2 separate regions of the Hordeum vulgare genome follow, and region 1 is linked to region 2. Evidence: chromatin contacts called from public Hi-C data. All regions are on one chromosome and are shown on one strand. The core of a region is the stretch at or near the end of the contact, and the rest is flanking DNA. Distances in the headings are between cores, read along the strand shown.

What was found. Hi-C and Micro-C count contacts between places; a contact is called where the count stands out from the background.
Region 1: a Hi-C map of leaf shows a contact between it and region 2, with 4 times the contacts expected there. The contact joins two enhancer-like sites. A contact is called at or near these places in 2 of 6 Hi-C or Micro-C datasets (leaf and seedling) and 1 of 1 datasets of contacts at active chromatin or transcription factors (embryo).

The regions. Positions count from the first base shown.
Region 1 is chr3H:248,494,715-248,497,671 of MorexV3_pseudomolecules_assembly, reverse strand. No RefSeq gene overlaps it. Among protein-coding and RNA genes, the nearest start is that of LOC123443610, 340 kb to the left of the region's middle. Within about 2 kb of position 1,516, at least 2 of the 3 cell types and tissues checked have open chromatin away from gene starts, as enhancers often do. A contact at or near this core is called in leaf, where this site is marked.
Region 2 is chr3H:248,153,947-248,156,723 of MorexV3_pseudomolecules_assembly, reverse strand. It overlaps LOC123443608 (probable peptide/nitrate transporter At3g43790), which reads right to left. Exons shown (of 17, transcript XM_045120069.1): 14 at 2,675-2,719; 15 at 2,507-2,595; 16 at 2,360-2,403; 17 at 2,002-2,233. The coding sequence ends at 2,136. Among protein-coding and RNA genes, the nearest start is that of LOC123443609, 15 kb to the right of the region's middle. Within about 2 kb of position 1,468, at least 1 of the 3 cell types and tissues checked has open chromatin away from gene starts, as enhancers often do. A contact at or near this core is called in leaf, where this site is marked.

The sequences.
Region 1 (2,957 bases), core at 267-2,766, 340 kb before region 2:
TTAGAGCTGTTAAACAGCAAAATTAAATATACGTGGTTATTCTACACATTTTTTTAAACAAGTTACATATGTGGATCATTTTAAACGGAGTTATGGTTAATTAATTATGAAGCAAACCGATTTAATATGACATCTACAAAAATTTAATTAAACGAAAAGTTTAAACATTTTTATCGTTTGTGAAAGTTGGATATTGTAAAACTACATAAAATTCTAAGCATTCCACATATTCAAAACATTTTAATCCATTACATGGTTATTTCATTATTAACATTTTAAAATCCGGACATTTTCTGTAATTATGAAATGCATTGAATAATTGACAAATTTGCACACACTAATAAAAACATGATTGGTCCGGATTGCAGCAGACTGAAGTGTCCCATGAGGATTCGGCCATACATTGAGAAAAACAGAGGCGACCTCGGTGACACAAAAATTAGTGAAAAAAGAGGTGCTGCTATGCTCACCTCTTGCCGTTGAAACATGGTTTCAACAATGTATTAAAATTCATCAAACGGATCTAAACCCAAACAAAACAGATATAACAGAGAAACAGGTAGAATTGCTAGCAAAAATAATCAGGACACAAGTGATTGATCCCAGGACCTCCTGGACGAGGCAAGGTTCCTAACCACTCCGGCTACTAATTTCTTCGTTTGTTAAACATGGTGCCAAACTTATATAACACCTAAATGCCAGAACGGATCTAGACAAAGATGGAAGTTTCAGATTGAACAGAAGCTGCTCACATCGGGAAATAGATGTCGGCGGCCACGGCGAGAGGATGCACATGAGGGACTGGGTGAGCTCGAGGGGGCATAGATCTGGGCAAGGGGGTCCCGTTCCCGGCGTTGGAAGCATCGGGCGAAGCTGTGGCAGCCACGAGCTTGGGTACCATGATGTGGGGATGATGTTCACACAAAAAAACAGAGAGGAGTTTCACAGGACAGGAAAGGAAGGAGGAAGAACGAGCGGACGGCACGGCGGGGCACTGGCCTGGTTCATGGTCCCTTGGTCGCGGGGCTCCGGCAGGCGAGGCGGCGAGGCCCAGCGTGCTGGACGACACGGGAGACAAGCGAGGCTGAGGACGGTATGAGGCAGAGGGCGGCGAGCTGACGCTGCATTCAAACATGGGCAGAGGAGGCAGGCGCCATGCGGGGCTGGAGGCAAACAGCGGCGGCATTGGCTACGAGCCGTGGAGAAGATAGAAAGCACAAAGATGAGAGAGGGAAAAGTGGAGGAGGAGGAGGAAGAAGGGAAAAGGAGGGCCGGCGGTGCTTATCAGCTCGCTGTTGGTTCCTTTGCCGGTGAGTCAGGACTCAGGCAGTCAGGCGTTCCTGGTGGCGGCACGAGGTGGTCGAATGGAGGAGCGGGAGCTCATCTGCGGGTGCGGGAGGCTCTCGAGAAAACAGACGAGATCGATTTAACGGCACGCATGGCGAGGTGGAGACGATGTTTGGTCTTGGTTGGATCGGCAGGGAAGGCAGGTTGGTGTGTTGAGGAAAATGATGAGGAGACTTGTCCGGCGGCGGGGATGGGACATTGTCCCTGTTTCCTAGTGTTTGCCTATGAAAAGGATCGGAGAGTCTTTCTTTTATAGGTACGGGAAAAATGAAGGGAACTTGAGCTGATTTTTGATCATCCGATCGAACGACTCTGATTAGAGGGACCGGCTTGGTGGGTTTAGGCCTAGTTTGGTTAAGGGGATTGGGAAGGTTTTGAGAGGGAGGGATTTCAGGGGATTGGGTCCTCTTAAATCCCCGGGGTTTTGCTTTCATTAGTCCCCCGAAGAGGGTTTTGAAACACATGGATAGGAAGAGATTGAAGGGGAACGGAGGGAATTGGGCTAAGCAATCCGAGGATCTGTGGGGTTTCTGGCCCTTTCGGGGATTTTCCTCACAAAACCTCCCCAATCCCCCTTAACCAAACGAGGCCTCAGTGGGCTAAGAAGAGGGAGAGCGGTTTGCACTGTGGCTACAGAGTTTTTTAAAACACCGAAAACATTCGTTAATAAACGGGCTAGTGCCAGTATATATTTAACAGTTCCGGTATCAAGCGAACTCCAAATGCGGTCAAATTTGGCAGGCGCTCTACCAACATTAAAATAAGACTGCACACCAACTTTCAATCCATGCCGAGAATATTTTATACACAGTTTTAAAAACAGTATTTTAGCAATGTCACGTGTGCGTACGTGTGTGGTTGGTCTCAAGCAGTCAACGACTACATCGGAGAGAACCGACAACTAATAACGGATGCAAGTTTTGAAAAATGACGGCAACGAAGTGTCGATCCAATGCAGATGATGCGCATGATGCGATAATGAATGCAACAAACAAAAGAATCACACAATGAGAATGGCATAAAAGGGGAATCTTCTGGAGCGTCGGTTTCAGGCTGTTACAAACCTCGTGCACTAACAAGAGATCTCGACCCGAGATCTTAGAACGAAAGTGGGAAGAGGAAAAGAGACAAAAGAGGTAAAACTTAATTGCTTCTTGACAAACGAGTGAATCCAATTAATCTTGAAGCATGTAAAGAGATGAAGAATGGCATGAGGCACAAGCAAGAATTCAAAAGAAATTTCGGCAACACTTTGATAGAAAATGAGGCAGAACTTGATTAAATGGAAGAACTTGACAAGAGGAAACAACACTCTCATTAAATGAACAAACAAGGAAAGAACATAATCTTGACAACCCAAAATGAATGTGGAAGAGAACAACACCACAATAGCTACGGAACAAGAGAATATAGACTAGACCATTTGACGGGGAAGAGAATGACAACTTCTACCACAATTGAAATTGAAGAGCATCCTTACAGGAAGAATTGGACGGAGTTGTTGGAAAATCAACAACGAGAAGAACAAGCTTGTTGTGGGCCTATGGAAACCATCTCAAAATTATGAGGTGAAAACCAGCCACTAACAAAAACAGAGATTGCTTGGAAGC
Region 2 (2,777 bases), core at 219-2,718:
TCGACCTCGCGCGCGCCTTCGACGCCATCCCGTGGCCCTTCCTGTTCGAGGCGCTCCGTCGGTATGGCTTTGGGAGCAGATTCCTTGACTGGCTGGCCATCTTGCTGTCGTCCGCTTGCTCGCGGGTGCTGATCAACGGCGAGCCGGGTCCCCCTATTTGGCATCGTCGGGGGATGCGGCAGGGCGACCCTCTGTCGCCCCAACTTTTCGTCCTCGCCGTGGATACGCTGGGACGCCTCTTTCGACGGGCCATGTCCCTGGGCATCTTGGAGCAGCTGCACCCCCGCCGCCCCATCCCGGTCATCTCACTCTACGCAGACGACGTGGTACTGTTTTGCCACCCCTCCCCAAGCGACCTCTCCACGATCAAGGCGATCCTAGAGCTTTTCGGGCGAGCCACGGGACTCCACGTCAACTACAACAAGAGCTCCGCCACCATGCTCAACTACGCAGCGGGAGACAGGGTGCTGATCACAGAGCTCCTTGGGTGCAAGATCGCGGACCTGCCGCTCACGTACCTTGGGATCCCTCTCACCATCCGGCGACTCACTAGCGCCCAGTTGCAGCCCCTGGTTGACACGATTGGCGGCATGCTCCCTAACTGGAAGTCCAGGCTCATGAACAAAGCGGGCCGCCTAGCACTTGTCAAGTCCGTGCTCCGCGCCATCCTTATCCACCAAATCCTCGTCTTCGCCCCACCGAAGAAAACGATGAGGCTCATTGAGAAAATCGGGAGATGATTCCTGTGGGAGGGCCGCGCCGCCACAAACGGCGGCAGCTGCCACATCAACTAGCGTCGTATCTGCCGGCCCCTCCCCCTTGGTTCCCTCGGCGTCCAGGACATGGAGCGTGCTGGGCTCGCCCTACGGCTGTGGTGGCTCTGGTTCAGCCGCACTGACGAGGGTCGTGCTTCGCATTGCCTCGACCTCCAGTTCTCCAAGGAGGAGAACGCCTTGTTCTTCGCCTCCACCTCACTCATCGTGGGAGACGGCAGAACAGGCAAATTTTGGGAGGACCGCTGGATCAATGGCCGCTCCATCGGCGAGATCGTGCCACAGCTCTATGCTTGCATCCCCAAGCACCGGCACAAGCAGCACACCATCGCAGAGGGCCTCTTGAACTATGCTTGGACGCGAGATATTCACGGCGACATGGTCATCCATGAAATCGGTCAATACCTGCTGCTCTGGCGTGAAACCGAAGGCACTGCCCTCAACGACAAGCCAGACCAGCTTATCTGGAGGTGGACCTCGAGCGGCTCCTACTCTGCACGCAGCGCCTACCTGGCCACCTTCCACCACCTTCCACGGCTCCGCTAGCTGCGACGCATGGAAGCTGACATGGAGGAGCTGGGCCCCGCCACGCGTTAAATTCTTCCTCTGGCTCATCAGTCTGGATAGGTGCTGAACCGCGAACAGATTGCGCCGTCGTGACCTTCAACACCATCTGTGCTGCGTCTTGTGTGACCAGGAGCCTGAAACGATGAGCCACCTGCTCTTCACCTGCCCCTTCTCGCGACAGGTTTGGCATGAGACGCTCTCCTGGCTACGGCTAACCTGCCGACCGCCAGACCAAGAGGTCACACTGAACGACTGATGGATGCACGCCAAGCTGGAGACGCCAAAACCCATGCGCAAGGGCCTAGCCACGACTACTCACCTGACGGCATGTATGCTCTAGAAGCACCGCAACTCCTGTGTGTTCGACGGCAAGCAGCCATCCACCGCCCTGCTCGCGACTAGGATCAGAGAGGAGGCATCCCTTTGGGTTCGGGCTGGGGCTACTAGCCTTGGGGTGATCATGCCATTAACCTGGGACGTCCACTAGTTCTTGTACTTAAGTTTTTGCACCCCGGTGAGCCTCCTCCTCGGAGGCGTGTACTGCTAAACTATCTCCCTTTTCAATGAAATGCAGAGTCTTTGCGTTTTCTCGAGGAAAAAAAAAGGAACAAGTCTTGTGCGTAGGAGTTTTGACCCCCAAAAAAAGAGATCTTGCCACATCTGATCACACAAACAAAAAATTATGAAAAGTATCTGTGACACAATACACGGCGCAGTTTTTTTATCCAGGGCTGCAATCTGCGGTAGTGCCCCCAAGTTTACTTAACTAGCTAGATGAACATAATTGTGTGCTCATCATTTTAGCGCACTCGGCATAGAGAAAAATGGCTTGAACGTCAGCGAGAGCCCGATTACTGACACCATGTTCAGCATCCAGAACAGGATCTGATCACCTGCATATCGGATGATAAATCAAAGAAGTATATGCCCTGGTAATATGTACTTGCTTCCATTCAAGTCGAAAGCAAAGCTATCAGTATGAGTGCAATTAGCATGGGCTGGATGAGCAATGTGTTTACCTGGTAAGAACAATCCGGTTATGTTCTTCTGAGCCCATGAAAACCTAGATAAAGGCAAAAGTTAGCTAATTGGTTGGGAATCACTTGCGGCCAAGCAAAAACTCACAGGACTTCCTACTCACAAAATAAAAGAAACACTGTGCTTACAGAATTCCTGCTGCTGCTGGAGCTACTGCTTTGAAGATTGACATGAGAGTCACAGATATACCATTTGCTACACCCCTTTGTTCTTGTGCCTGTACATGTTTTCATTGGAGAAGTTAGAACATAGCAGAAATGAATCAAAGAAAACACAATGAGACAGATGATACATACCACCGCTGTGTTCTGCAGAATGTTGCAGGCAATAGTAATCGTAGCCTGTTCCATTTTAGATGAAAAATCAAAATATGTTCATGATTAAATTGTCTATTAAAAT